Linked DNA regions of Mus musculus: region 2 is linked to region 1. A link is a contact called in public HiChIP or PLAC-seq data. All regions are on one chromosome and are shown on one strand. Each heading gives the region's core, a stretch centred on a gene start, on an enhancer-like site or on the middle of the called end of the contact. The rest is flanking DNA. Distances are from core to core; before and after follow the strand shown.

The links. HiChIP or PLAC-seq counts read pairs in DNA pulled down with a chosen protein or histone mark.
Region 2: an H3K27ac HiChIP or PLAC-seq map of embryonic stem cells shows a contact between it and region 1, with 2.4 times the contacts expected there. The contact joins two enhancer-like sites. A contact is called at or near these places in 1 of 39 promoter capture datasets (embryonic stem cells) and 3 of 115 datasets of contacts at active chromatin or transcription factors (bone marrow-derived macrophages and embryonic stem cells).

Annotation. Positions count from the first base shown.
Region 1 is chr6:142,508,792-142,516,576 of GRCm38.p6, forward strand. No RefSeq gene overlaps it. Among named protein-coding and RNA genes, the nearest start is that of Ldhb, 4.7 kb to the left of the region's middle. Within about 2 kb of position 3,145, at least 11 of the 459 cell types and tissues checked have an H3K27ac peak or open chromatin away from gene starts, as enhancers often do. A contact at or near this core is called in embryonic stem cells, where this site is marked.
Region 2 is chr6:143,065,379-143,073,163 of GRCm38.p6, forward strand. C2cd5 (C2 calcium-dependent domain containing 5) reads right to left here. Exons shown (of 29, transcript NM_001362113.1): 9 at 1,678-1,763; 10 at 808-840. Among named protein-coding and RNA genes, the nearest start is that of C2cd5, 31 kb to the right of the region's middle. Within about 2 kb of position 3,298, at least 39 of the 459 cell types and tissues checked have an H3K27ac peak or open chromatin away from gene starts, as enhancers often do. A contact at or near this core is called in embryonic stem cells, where this site is marked.

The DNA.
Region 1 (7,785 bases), core at 1,895-4,394:
TGTCTTCCCACATTCTTAGCTCTTTGTCTCATCCAGCCCAGTGCCCGGTTCCTTATTCCAGCATGGATTAAGCAATCAGAAGTGTTGTGAAAATTTAGGGCAGTTGTGTTTTCTTAAGATAAAATTGTTTCCCCATCTAGCAAGCTCACTGGAGTTGCTGTGTGAGAATTTGCCTTTTGTTTTCTTTAAGTGTGTACCTCTTGTCAACGACTACTAACTCTATAAATAGAACTTCCCTCTGCCAAGCATTGAAGGTGTAAGTGTGAATATAACTGTGCTCTTTGGGTGCTGCCCTCTGCCCCAATTTTACTGAAAATTTGGGGGAGTCTGGGTAGAGCTATCACATTACTGGGGAGTAGAAGGAATTGTAGGAATTGAAGAAAAGGAGACTCTTTGATAGAGATGTGACAGGCAGCTATGGATGGGACTTTGGGGTAGAGTACAGCCTTAGTGTTTGGGGTTTGAATCCCAGCAGTGAAAAAGAGTATCAGTACCAGGAGCTGAAGGGGAAGGGGTGGCTAGGGGGAATTTTAGGGAAAGAATAGAGCTTTCCATCTGCAAGGTAAATGCTTAGGAAACATGCAGGCAACAAGGGCTAAAGTTAAAGTATATTGTTCTCGGGGAGTGAGGCGGGTTATAAAACCGAACCCAAATGTAAACTGAAATAGCAAAAGAGAGGCTGGGGTTTCCTCCTTTAAAACTATGTACGGAGAATGTTCCTATGTAGGAGTAGTGCTGCAGGGACCAAGACACACAAGACAGGATGCCTGCTAATGGCAATGTGCACACTGCTAGAGGGTTGCAAACATCAGCAAGTGATCACGCAGAATGTGCTCCTGAGCGGGCGAGGTGGCTCGTGCCCTTAGTCCCCCGAACTCGGGAGGCAGAGACAGACAACAGGCAGGTCTCTGAGTTCAAGGCCAATTTGGTCTAGAAACGGAGTTCTAGGTCAGCCAGGCCTACACAGAGAAACACCAGCTTTAATGGGAGGGAGAGAGGGAGGGAGAGAGGGAGAGAGAGAGTGTGTGTGTGTGTGGATCATGGCATAGCTGCTCTGTGCACTAAGTAGGATTCAGGAAGCGCAGGGTTGCAGGGTGTAGGGCTGGGGGGCTCACCACCTCTACAAGGACTGCCTGGTGGGGTTTTTGTTTGTTTGTTTTTTTGGTTTTTGGTTTTGTTTGTTTGGTTTTTCTTTTGTATCTTAAAAAGGTCATCTCCCGTTGTCAGGGTGTCATGTTTTTGAACCAGAGCAAGTGAACTGTAGAACAGAAAAGGACGCTTTAGAGACGATCGACTCTGATTACATACCCAGTCTTAGAGAATAGCTGCCAGTTGTTTTTATTGTTTGAATGAAAGGTGTGGAAGCTGACAGGGTTCTCACTGATCCCAGAGCCTGAGCAGGGGCGGAGGAGGGGGAGGATGAACTGAGGGGTTATTATAGGATACAATCTAACATATTCCTGAGGGAGTTATCACAGGATACAATCTAACATACTCCTGAGAGAGTTATCACAGGATACAATCTAACATACTCCTGAGGGAGTTATCACAGGATACAATCTAACATACTGCAAATTAGAACTCAAGGTTAGAACCTTCAGTTCTCCCTGGATTTCTCTTTCTTAATCCAGGGTGTCCCACACAATCACCTTGTACCCTAGACTCTTTTAGGGGAACCCCAGGCAATCGTCGAGAGGAGTACTGAGTGTTTAATGTCTCAAAGGAACTGTTTTTAGATTCTTATTGTCTAGTCATTTCTTGTGAAGGTTTAATATGAGCTGATCTTTTTGTGGAATCATTAACTATATTTTTTAGAAAGGAGGTATTTATAGTGTGAATGAGATCAGAAGTTTTGAATTGACTCATGATATTACCAAGCCGTTGGGGTCAAAACCTGGGCTGTGGCAGCCCTAATATATTAAGTAAGAATACCTGTTCTTTACTGACCAATTAGAGAAGCAATTAAGCCTGGCAATTAAAGCAGAGAAAAGGTACTTTCCAAAGGCACCACACTGGGAAGAAGGACAAAGAAAGAAAATTCCAATTCCTTTCCTTGCTCCCTCTCCCTCCAACCCCCATTGTTTCCATGGTCTGATGACCAAAGAGAGGTGCATGCTTGTCTTCCCTGAGATCATGATCAGTCCTTTGAGGACAAGAGGTCAGGTCACACTGAGGCTCTAGCTGGATGTAGACTGGTTTGTGCTATGCTCTAGAGCAGATTTCAGCTTTCCTAATGCTGTGCCCCTTTAATACAGCTCCTCGTGTTGCGGGGACCCCCCCCCAACCATAAAATCGTTTCCTTACTACTTCACAGCTGTAATTTTGCTGTTAGGAACTGTAATGTAAATACCTGTGCTTTCCATTGGTCATGTCAACCCTAAAGGGGTTGCAACCCATAGATTGAGAACTCCATAGTGCTAGAGCAGCCACAGCTTAGAAGTGATGCTGTTGGTGACACATTCCTGGACTGAAGTCCACCAGTGTGCCTCTGACTTGCATTTCCCTTTCCTAAGGGGCTGAAAGCAGCAGACATGTCTTTAGTGAAGATTGACCCTTTAGTGGAAAAACCTGTGTGGTAATTGCATCCTAAAGTCTGCTCTCTTCTTAGGGAAAAAAAAAAAAAGAACCTTTATTTAGTTTTATTTTTTAATTAGCAGGGCTAGGAACAGAATCAGGGCTTTCCGGGCACTAGATTGTGGACCCCTGTCCTCTAAACAAAAGATCCATTTTCACTTTAGTCAGACTGACCTCCCTCCCCCAAAAGGAGAGCCTTTTGACCTTCTATTCCAAAGGAGGAGGTCTGTGCGCCCCTTGCCCTCCCCCAGCTGTATTTAATTCGGTTCCATCTGCACCTGGTCTTTGGAAGGGTAAGTGAAGGAGAGATGGTGAGGCTTGGCCAAGGTCAGAACTTCCCATGCAGCTGCGAGGCTTTTCTCTGTGATGCAGCTGTTTGGGGGTAGCTCCCATTCCCACAAGACCCACCCCACCCCCACCATTCATGCTTTTGTAAGTAAACTCAGGAGTTACAAGCCGGACCCGGTGGGTCATTCCTTTGGTGGTTTGTTGGTGCTTGATCTGGGGTGAACGCGTGTTTGTTTCCTCTTGAAACAAGTCTGGCATTCCTGTCCTCCTAGAGAGAGTCCTGAAGGAGTGAGTCACCCACCAGGCAAGAGGTCTTGGTTTTTCTCGAAGGTGAACTTCCAAACAGGTGCTCTCCTGCAGAGCTGATGGAAATCAACTTTCCCAAGCTCACAGGGCGTCCAGGGTAGTTCCAGTGACCGGAAGTCCGGGGCACTCTTCCGACTTCCATGATTAAGGAGTTCATTGGGTGTAGGTCCTGTCTTCGTCTACACTGCACATCCCCAGACACATAAGCCGACAAGCATGACAGGTTGTTCTCCAGATGGAGAACAGTTTTTGTGGTGTTGTTGCTGCTGCTGCTGTTTTTCTTCCTAGCCTCATCTGAGTCCAGTTTCATTACTCTCTGACCCTATTCAGTATTAATGCTTTATTTTGGCCAATCTGTCAAAAAATTTTTGTTCCTAACATAAATAACCGTGATGATTCATAGAGACATAGCCTTTGCTATAGATAGACATATATAGATACAAATAGATACATGTATCAACAACAGAAAGTTTTTTAAAGGTATAAATGTGTGTGTATGTGTGTTGTTGGTGGTGGTCTTTCACATTGGCCAAGTACTTTGTGTTGTCTATATTTTGTGCCTCTCCATTGTTAAGACTGACACTGGTACCCTAGGGCAAACCTACAGACTTTATACAGATTTCTCGTTTTATGTGTATGAGATTTACTGAAATAGTTTTCTTATACTGAACATTTTCTTTTTGCAATGGACACAGCATAATTTCTAGGTAAAAATAAACATAAAAAATGTTTAAAATATAAAATCTATCCCCCTTCCCCCTTTCTCCTTTCTTTTCCCTCCCCTTCTTCTGCTCTTTTCTCTTTCTCAGTCCTCCCCTCCTCCTCCTCCTCCCCCCTCCTCCTCCCCCTCCTCCTCCTTCCCCCCTCCTCCTCCCCCTCCTCCTCCTGCCCCTCCCCAATGTGGTTTAAGAAGCACCTCCTAATAAGCTCCTGACTTCTCTTTGTAGGTGCTTTTGAATAGACTTGGCAGAAGATTACAAACTCCTGTTAAGCTCAGGTGGGTGATTTGCATATCAGAGCAACCTGAGACAGGTGTCTCCTAGGTGAGTGTCCCAGCAGCCAGGAGGAGGAAAGGCCAAGTTGCGGAGTCAGAGTCATTCACACTTACAAATGCACCAAGGTGAGGGGCAGTAACAGGACAGAGCACAAGCTGCATGACGCCCCAGGTGTGAGCCCAGCACTGCATAAACAAGGCGTGGTAGTGCACACTTGTAACCCCAGCCTTCAGGGCAGGAGGCAAACAGATCAGACATCCAAGGTGAGCCTTAGCTACATGGCAAATCTGAGGCCACCCTAGGTTATAAGGGGCCCTGTTGTTGTTGTTGTTGCTGTTGTTGTTGTTGTTGAAGAAACAATCCTGCATCAGTTGCTTCTCTATTCCCACATCCTCAGCATCCATTGATGGATCCTATGTTCACCTCTCACTTTATTAGTAAAACTTTTTTGTTCCTTGCTTCCCAGCATCCTGAGGGCTGCCCTTCTGGCGCATTCCTATATGAAAGCAGCAGGGTACAGAATTAGGACCTACTTTGATGTTGAAATCGATCACCATAAACTCCCCCCTTATCCTTCCTGGTTTGGGTGTGAGCTCTTCCAGCATCTGCCAGGATTCACTGTACAACCGGCATCTCACCCCCTCTATCCGTGCTGTGTGGGCTGCTGCCCATAACTTTGGCATCAACAACCTATTACCCTTGATTTCCACCTCCTGCCCAGACCCCTCTCCTAAGCCCGAGGTCTCTATTTCCAGCACCTCCTGGGCAAATCTGCCTGGAAACCTTATAGATACTCTACACTTAGCATGCCAGTGGCCACCCAGCAAACTTCCTTTTGGCAGTTGTCAAGGGCTAATAATACCTCAGTCATAGGCAAATAGTTTATCTTGAATATATATGTATATGTGTGTGAATATATGTATATATATATATATATATGTATATTTATGTACACATATAATACTTAAATTATAATATAATTTATATATTATAATTTAAGTATTATATTAAATTTGGGGGAGCTATGGAGATGGCTCAGCAGTTAAGAGCATTTCCAACTCTTGCAGATGTCCTGGGTTCAGTTCCCAGCACCCATGTGGCCCCTCATGATCACCTGTAGTTCCAGTTCCAGGGGTATCGATTTCTCTTCTGACCATCAGGAGCTGTGTGTATATGGTGCACATATATACACTTGGGCATGCACACACTCATGCATATAAGATTAAATAAAATTTAAACAATATTAAATATTAAAAGTTTAAGATGCCTCCACTCCCCAGGAAAACCTTGCAATTGGGACAATGGCTTGAAGGGGAGAACTGAGCAACTGGGGCTGGGGGGTTGGGGTGGGAGTGGAGGGTGGGATGGGATGGGGGTGGGGGTTACTGCTTTCCATTGTATTATCTCCATAGTTTTTAAGTTTTACACACATGCCTATTTAAAGAATAATAATTAAAAGTAATGAAGAGTTGAAATTACTGTGTGTGAAGGTATATGTATGCTCATGTATTTGTGTGTGGGGGGTATGTGCATGTGTGTGTATGAGCATGTGTGTATATATGTGTATGTGTGTTTGCAGAGGATACGTTCAGGAGCTGGCCCTCTCCCTCCAAGTGAGTCCTGATGACAGAGTTCAGGTGTTCAGGCATGACAAAGGCCAAGTGCCTTCATCTGCTGAATCATCTCACTGGCCCTGAAAACTCATTATAAAAATTCAGAATTTATGAAAACCACTTGAGTACTCCGGTGTACTCGGCCATATGGGATGTGTCTTCCTGTTCCTTTATTTATTCATAGGCATTGGCCCCTCCTTAACAAGACCACTGGGTACTGTGGGATTGCTCCAAGTTCAAGGGTTTCTAACTAAGCTCCCTGAATACACACCCACTGAATGTACATGTCCTGTGTATGTGTGTGCGTATTCACACTTGCACAGAGGGAGTTCATTTTTGTCATTTTTGGATGCCAGACACTGTTTAGATACAAAGAGTCAGAGTTTCCATGCTCAGGTTACTTTGAGTCCACAGTCCCAGGAATCCATATGCTAATGAGCCAGGCTATCTTAGGCATCGAATTGAGCTTGTGAACAGGGAGAGTGTAGGCAGCCAGAGCAGCTTTTGCCTATGAGATTGACTTGAATTAGAAAGGAGAGGAAAAGAGATGAACAGGAACGAAGCAAACATCTCGAGCGCGCCCCCAACTGGCCAGCAAGAACGACGCCGCTACAGGATCCTTCTGCACACGTTTATTCAGTCCTGTTTCTTCTTTCTCTATATCTCCCCTGTTTATATCTCTCCCTTGTTTATATATCTTCCCCCTAATAGTAATCCTCTCTCGAATAATAATCCTCCCTCTAACCCGGGCCTCTCACTCTTTTATACTCTCAGTTCCCATCCACGCACAGCAGGCCACGCCACCTCACCAGGTACGCAGCTTCAGCTAATCAGGGCAGCAGGGGCATATCTCCATCAAAATGGATTCACCTGTATCCTGGTACACCTGCGCAGCTCTCAAGATGTTTGTGGTTTATATGAGGAAGTCAGGTGCAAGTCATACGACTTAGCTGCAGTCCCTGGCGCCTTTGGGACTGCCACCACACCCGCTCCCCACACAAACAGAATCCTGAATGGCGGGCATGAGCCAGGCTAAAAGGGCAGAGCACAGGCAGGGAAGCCAAGGGTGACTTGAGGTACAGATCGCAGATCGTGTGTGCATGCACGTGTGTGCCTATGTGTGTGTGCATGTACAAGTGTGTGCATGTGTGTATGTGCAAGTGTGTGCATGTATGTGTATGCATGTGCAAGTGTGTGCATGTGTGTGTGTATGTACCAGTGTGTGCATATGTGTGTGTGCATGTGCAAGTGTGTGCCCATATGTGTATGTATGTGCAAGCATGTGCATGTATATGTGTGCATGTGCCAGTGTGTATGTGGAAGTGTGTGCATGTGTGTGTGTATACTTGCTTAAACTAAGGAATGTCTTCTTGTATTCCAGTGTTCCATATTTCCTGAAAGATGTAGCTTATCACTTTTTTTCCAAATTCATAGCAAGCTTTATTAAATATGAAGTACTGACAAAGACTTAGGCTTTGATCAGGACCATTCCCTGGACCTTCCCAACTAACACTGGGATGTAGCTTATCTTTACACGCCTAAGTTCATACCCCCTGAAGTACTGCAACTGACCTTGCTCACCTCCCTGACTTCTACACATGTGTGCCTTTTTTAAACAAAGGGAATGCAGCCATGTCATCAGGGCTCCCCTGCCCTCTCTCACACACATGTGCACATACACTCAAGATGCAGAGAGTTCTGTATAACTGATTGTGCTGTGTGAGCTCTTAGACACACAGTCCAGCCATTCCCAGACACTGGCCATCAGCGGACGGACAGAGGGAACCTCATTTCACCCATCTGAATACATTTCTGGAGGCTCCTGATTGTTTAGGTCTCTCTGGGGGCAGATTATACCCAGTAGATACTGCATTAATCCATCCCATCCTTGGCTTTGTGGTCACAGAGCTATATGGGCCCAGGGAAACCCTCTGTTGTGTTTTAGATGAGGTCTCTTGCAGCCTTGTCTGGTCTTGAACTCACCATGTAGTCAGGGATGTGATTCGGAT
Region 2 (7,785 bases), core at 2,048-4,547, 560 kb after region 1:
ACACCTGCACCCTACTCCGACCCTCTTCTCCATGGCTCTAACCTTTGGCTCTGTCTGCTTTTCATCCATGAAGACTGGTGCTGTCAGAAAGGTAAGTGTAGCTGAAACCCAGGTATAAAATAAAGAATGGGGCAGAGCATGGGGCTGGGGCCCAGCTCAGTGGGAAGATGGTTTCCTAGCAACAAGACCTAAGAAGACTTTTGGATCAATCCCACACACTTGGGGAAAACAAGGCCTGGGTAGAGCTCAACTTATTCCTCTGCTTCAGCTCTGCTTGCTCTACCCTTGTCCCAAAGGGGCGTGTGTGTGTGTGTGAGTGTGTGTGTGTGTGTATGTGTGTGTGTGAGTGTGTGTGTGTGTGTGTGTGTGTGTGTGTGTGTGTATACATATCTACTTGCAGCATAAGTGTGTGTGTGTGTATACATATCTACTTGCAGCATAAGAAAAGAACCTTCCTGTCTGCAGTCACAGAATCAAACAAGCTGCAGAAGGAGGCACACCTTTGATGGGGTTCACTGTGTCTCACCTTTGTTCTCTCCCAAGTGCTGGTGCAAAATGAACACACAAAATAAAATTCTCTAAGTGCTTCAAGCTTCCAAAGCAGACATAAAAAAGCTTGGAGCTCTGTCCGAAGCCCAGGACAGGACACATGGAACCATGCACCGCGTCAGCAGGAAAGAGCATGAGTCTCACAGTACAAGGTCAGAAAATGCCAGCAACAATTGTTAAAAGCTCAAATAAAACTCAAGAGAACAAGATAGAAAAGCTTCTAGCACAGACCAGGCTCTCGCACGTTTAGAAACATACCCGCCTTCTACAGAACCTATGAGGCGATCCTCCCTTTGCAAGGATGGTTATAAAGAGAGAGAGAGAAATCATCCAAAAACCAGACGCAGTTTCCCACCAACAAATTAAATAAACATTATACATGATCATTAAATAAACATATCATAGCAGGGCAGTGGTGGCCCACGCCTTTTATCCCAGTACTCGGGAGGCAGAGGCAGGCGGATTTCTGAGTTTGAGGCCAGCCTGGTCTACAGAGTGAGTTTCAGGACAGCCAGGGCTATACAGAGAAACCCTGCCTCAAAAAAAAAAAAAAAAACAAAAAACAAAAAACAAAAAAAAAAAACCCCACAAAACCAAAACCCAAACCCATATTATGCTAGACAGTCACGCTTAACTTTAATCTACTAAGAACAGAATCTGTGTCTGGTATCTAATAAACAGGCCAGTGACAAAAAGTAACGTCAAGAGGTAAGTGTCAGCATATTATAGCGCCGATTTAAGAGAGCATTACTGAGATGGTTTTCTGCAAAAAGACTAATCATTTTCTTCTCTATATTGTACCTTTAATGAGAACTAGAAATGATTTCAGTATTCAATGGATATTTTCAGAAGAAATATTTTAAATCAAAGACTGGAAAAATTAAAATTCAATTTAAGTATTTTAAATTAAAAAGCTCCACAAAACAGAAAAGTTAAGAAATTTTCCTAAGTAAAAAAGTAAATATTGGTGAAAAAATTACTCTGATATCTTAAATACATTTGAACTTTAAAAGTACAACATTATAGATAATGATCAAAAACCCTTTTCAGAACCTTTTAAGCAGCCAGGAAGGAGCGCAGGCGTACAAAACCACAGAGACAGAGAAGGAATAGAAAGTGTTCTCTTACCCGCTGTTCCAACGCCGACTGCGTCTGTTGCCGTAAAAGGGCTTTAAAGGGCCCCCCTTCTTTTCCAGCACTCCCACTGCCCATTCCTACAGGACAGCAGCACGTAAGGAACAAGCACATAAGTAGACACCGGCAAGCTCAAGTGCACTCATCTTCACAGACAGTGTCAAATACAGAAACTCAGCCACATGTTTAACCTATTTTGCTATGGTAAGTAGCACATGCATTTTACTCTACTATATTAAAACTTTCTTTAAAGTAAGATATCAAAGTTATGGTCACAGCTAGTTTTACAATCAATTTATTCTAATAAAAATATTAAAATAAGGCAACAATTCTTTGATAATATTCAATATTTATAAGTTGATAATTTTAATAAAATAACCAAAAGAATAACTGACTATGCTAACAACTTAAACACATCAAAATATCTGGTAAAATATGGGAAGAAACACACTAACTGCTCAGGTCAAAACTACAGGAAGCTAACGGGCCAATCAGCCTTCAGAATGAAGCTTATTCTCTGCTCATGCTCTCCTCTGAACATGGGATGTGCTCATTAACAAAAATCAACACACATGTGTAAGCACATCACAAATGTACATAGTCATGGATGAAAGAATTCTATTTCCTCACCCTTAGATGTATTTTAAGGCTAATATTACATTTTCCCTAGCATTTGTTGTCGTCATTGTTTTGATAGTAACACAAGGACAAGTATGGCCCACGATCTATGGAGATGGGATGGCTCACACTGGCTCTCAAAGCTAAAGATGCATCCGGTCAAGTTCACTGCAGTGCCTTAGGGAGGAGTTAATCCATGTTTACATTTTTAGCTGTTCTTGGATAAGGAAACAAGGGTTAGCATGTGTGTAGTCCCATTCTGATCTCTGAAAACAAAAGTTTTTCTTACAGTAATCTTAAGGTTTTTAGAGACTACACAATGCTAACTGGAAACAAAACTAAGATCTTTATATGAAGCATATTTAAAATCACAAAATAAAAGGTAAGTTTGCAGTGATAAATAAAGTACCAGAAAACATAGCAGAATAACTTGATTAATGGAATGGAAAGAAAACAAGTGTATAATAAAAGAATAGCACCAAAATGAGACTTAAACTGGTTCAAACAGAATAATTTTCTCATGTAGCCTTCTGGTTTAGCAACAGGATGGCACAGGTCGGATGTGGATGGAGCAGGTATGGAGAGAGGGGAACAGAGCATCTACAAGGACACTGAGTGAGACCTCGGTCCTGAGAGTGACAGCAAACATCCACAGCCACATCCTGACACATAATCTTTGTTAAACAGAAAACTCAGTGACTACTGATAATAGCCATCAAGTAAGCGTCAGTGACATATGTGTGGTTCTGATTAACTGTCAGTGAAATCACTCACACACATAAAGCACACAGTCATTCTCTATGGCATAAAATAACATGTTTTCAGAGATGATTTAAAACAAAGGGATTATTTAAAAAAAAGCTGACATAATGTGATCCTACCAGAAGCAGCCAGGAACAGCTCTTCACTGAAAGAAACACTTTTCCTCAGAACGGGGCTGACAAGGCTAGAGTGATGAGGGGTAAGGCTAGATTCCGAGAGGAGGCGGGACTTAAGGTGAAAGGAACCACAAGAGAGGGGGGTGGAGCTGGGACACAGGTAGATCCCCGGCCCCTGTGGGTAAGGTGCTGTGGAGGAAAGTAGCAAAGATGTAGGTTCAGAAGATGATCAGAAATGCAGGAGAAGGAACGCAGTGAGAGCAAACATAACAATCAAATGGATTCAAATGCAGACAAACCCACACTGAGTGAGCCAGAGCTCAGGTACCCACCCACCCGCCAGAGCCCTAGCCAACATGCAAACCAAGGACACCTTCAAAATGAACAAAGCCCTTCAAACTCTGCAAGCACTGAAAAACTTTAAATCATTAGCAAGACTTTATGCATTCCATCACTTTTGACTGACTTCTTCAAATACTTAAATTGCCCACCAATTGATTTTGGTTGGTTGGCTGGCTGACTGTATTTAAGAACTTGTATGGCTGAAAACCACCACTCTCCGTATGGTAAGAAACTTGTGGCTTCAATCCAAAACACTGATTTAAAGTAGTAAATTTTGGTACCTTAAAATGTTACTAGCTATGATACTGCATATATTTGTGCTAATGGGATACTCATTTAAAAAATAATCATAGAGTAATGTATTATGAATTCCAAGCTAGGTTTTTACTCTCCAGTTTTGATGTATACATTAATCCTTTCATCTTACCTCTAAAATGTCTCATACTTTAATGTGATCATATCACTATTTACAGATATTTGCACATAAAGGTCAAATACCCTGTGTATTGTAAGAAATATATACAGCCACCCTGCCTAAGAAAGTAAAATCTACCCAAATCAAGTGTGTAAATCTCTGCTATATACCTATTACAGCATTCAAAAATTCCACTCCTATTAGTTGAGAAATTGGGGAAAACATTTTTAAAATCTCATTTTTTAAAATGTTATAAATTAGATTCTAATAAAGTAAAAAAAAATTAAGAAAACTAACCCAAAAAATGCATTATAAACAGAAAAATAACTTTCTCAGACCACCCTTTATTCTGCTCTATTTCTGACGTCTCGGTTTATAAATAGTAAGTCAATCATAATCGACTTGTACTGCTTCTCAGAAGCCGGACAGAGACAGGAAAGGATGCTCACTGAGTCTCAGCTTACGAGGTAACAAAACTGAGAGGTGGCAAGCCCCTCCAGACCGCGCAAAGGTGGCGAGGGTCTCAACAAGCTACTAAGGTGGGAAAACAAAACAAAACAATCAGAGTCAGCTTACAGGTATATAAATGAGGTTTTAAGAACCAGTACTACAGAAGTCCTTGCTAGCACATCTGATGCCAGTCAGAAAGCTTCCATTGCTGATGCCTGTACAATCTTTAGGTTTGTCCTTTTGTAAGAATTAAGAAACAAAAAAGCCAAAAAAAAAAAAAAAAACCCCGCTTTCTAAACGTTATCTGTGGTACGACAAGAACATAATCAGTGAGCATTATTGAAAAGCAGCTTAGAAGCCAGTGAGCAGACCAAAGCCTCACAGCTCCAGTCACATCTCCTTGTTTATAAGAGCACACCCAGAGTCCCAGCTATACTGGGCCTGGGCCGACTCCTGCTCACAAGGCAGAGACCAGCCTCCGCAACTTAATAAGATCTGGTCTCTAAGTACCCAGGAGCTGAGGAGGAGGCTGGCTGAGGTGGAGTGCTTGTCCAGCATGCACCATGAGCTGGGTTTCATCTCCAGCCTACAGAAAAGGTGCAGAGGAGAAGGTCCCATCCCAAGCCTACCTTGTTCTCAGTGGCATGAACATTACGGCTAGTCGCTTACTCCTTTTTTTTTTTTTTTTTTAAATTTCATCGCAATTTCAATGGCTCAATTTTTATGGCACAAAGAAGTTAAAATACCACATTCCAAAGCATCCATTACTATAAAATGCTATCTTTTTTTTTTGTTTTGTTTTGTTTTTGTTTTTTCGAGACAGGGTTTCTCTGGTTGTCCTGGAACACACTTTGTAGACCAGGCTGGCCTCGAACTCAGAGATCCGCCGCCTGCCTCTGCCTCCTGAGTGCTGGGATTAAAGGCGTGCGCTGCCACACCTGGCTGAGCGTGAAGAACAAGAGTAAAGAGGCTTTAGCAGTACTTTTTAATTGTTACTCATAATTATATACAGTACAGCTTCAGCATCTGTAGGGAATGCTGCTGAGGCCACCATGACCAGCACCGCAGGAACAAAATTCACAAATACAGAATGCAGTGCGCTCTGCAAATAGCCTTCGCATAGCCTCCTCCTATTTTAAATCGTCTTTGTACTGCTTATAATACCTAACACAATGCACATGCTAACCCCAAAGCGGCTCTCATGCGTCGTCATCTAGGCCAGACGGAAGCAGGAAACTCTGCCTGCACGGGGACAGATACAGTGCTTTCCCAAGGGTTCCTGATCTGCACTTGGCTTCTTAGGTTAAGGCTGAGCATACTTAAAAAAATAAAGTAGCTGTCAAAATCAATGATGTTAGAGAGGGATGACAGGGATGGTAATAAAAACACAGGAATGGGTGTTTATAGTGTTTATTCTGTGATCAATTTTATTTTTAAAAAAGGAAAAAATTAAGTTTATAATAAGATTTTGTTTTGATTGTTTTCAAAAAATCTGGATCCATTTTATAAATTCTTCTAACACTAAAACATTAAAGGTTATTAAAGATGACAAATTCAAAATAATACAAATAAAAACAGTTTAGTCAATCTGATAGGAAAACTATTTCTAGTACTTAAAGTACTAAAAATAGTAAATCTTTACATTTTCAATCGTTCTTTAAAATTTTATTTAAGGGCTGGAGAGATGGCTCAGCGGTTAAGAACACTGACTGCTCTTCTGAAGGTCCTGAGTTCAAATCCCAGCAACCACATGGTGACTCACAACCATACATACATAATGAGATCTGATGCCCTTTTCTGGGGTGTCTGAAGACAGCTACAGTGTACTTACATATAATAAATAAATAAATCTTTAAAAAATTTTTTTTGTTTAAATAAATTGAATTCTCTCATGAAGCCAATTTAATATTTTATCAACTTCTTATCAAAAAACACTAACAAAAACCCAGAAACCACTCACAATGCAAAAAGAAAGGGATAACTATAAATTTAATAAATTGAAAAATATCCAAGGGTGAGAAAATTTAAACTGCAGTTTCAACCTGGAGAGCAAGAGTAAGGAGCAAAGCCAAGCAGCCTAATCGCACAAACTTCATATCAAGCATGACTAAAACAGCTAAAACGTCGCTCTCCAAGCAAAATAATTCTTCTATAAAAATCATCTAAGAACTGAAGTGATCAGTATTTATATTACCTTTTAAGTTAGCATGTAAACAAATGTAAAAAATAGATATGACCAATATCACTTCCTCTTTGATTTTTTTTCTGTTTTCTAGTTAAACTCAAGGTAATACTCTACACTGAACCTTCAGCCTTCAGCCAAAAAGCAGATGAGCGAAGCCTACACTGCTATACAGCCACTCCAGTTCTGAACTAGCCCCATAATAAAAATAAAGAACTAAATGCTGAAATGGAAATGAATAAGAAATAAATTAGTCATATGCTTAAGAGGAATTATGGTTCAAAACTGCAATTTGGTTGCAGACCTCTAGAGTTACTATGCAAATGTTTTATTTTAAAGTGGCATTCCTCTTTACTTCAACATGAAATGAAGAATGTCAATACCCAAACAAAACTCTCAACTTAATATTGACAATAATTAAATCAATTAAAATGTCACTCTCCAAACAAAAAAACCAATTAGCTTTAATAACTGAGATTATCAGTGGTCACATTAACTTAAATGCAGCAACAGGAGGAAAGGTTTGGTGTGCGGCTCACAAGGAACAGAAACAAGTTCTTACGAGGAAACACAAAAGGTGGGTGGGAGCGCCTTACCAGTCTTGGGTGTCAAACTCAAATCTGTGTCAGAAGAAGAGGACTGCCGACTGTAGGACTTGGAAGGTGAAAAGGAATAAGTTTGGTTTTTCAGAGGGGTTGAGGGTCCTGATGAGTGAGTATTGGGGTTGGGATCCTCATTGAAGGGAATCCTGCCAGAAGAAGGTGGAGACATATTAAGCAATCATGTGCCAAAGGGCTTGACAGTTGGCAGCATGACGAAACATCAGGAAGAACTGGGGTGGGGCCGGCAGTCATTTCTTAAGTGTGGAGCTGGGAACCAGGCCAACGACAAAGAATGCTGTCTAACCATTCATCATTCTCCAGATAAATGTTATCTGCGTTGAAACAGTTAATAAGCCAAAGTGGGAAAGCAAAGAAGCATGAAATGGTAGACTAATGGGGATTAAAAATATATATATTAAAAAGAGAAACAAAACAAATAAATAATGACAAAATATTTCAAATAAATGTTTTTGTAAGTTACAAACGAAAATGATGGCCACAAATGGTGTGTGGAAATATCTGTAACTATCTCCATATTTACACACACATAAGTATCTCTGAAAGAAAAACTGTTTCCTTATCCTATAGCATCAGCGTGCTACAGCTAAAAACACA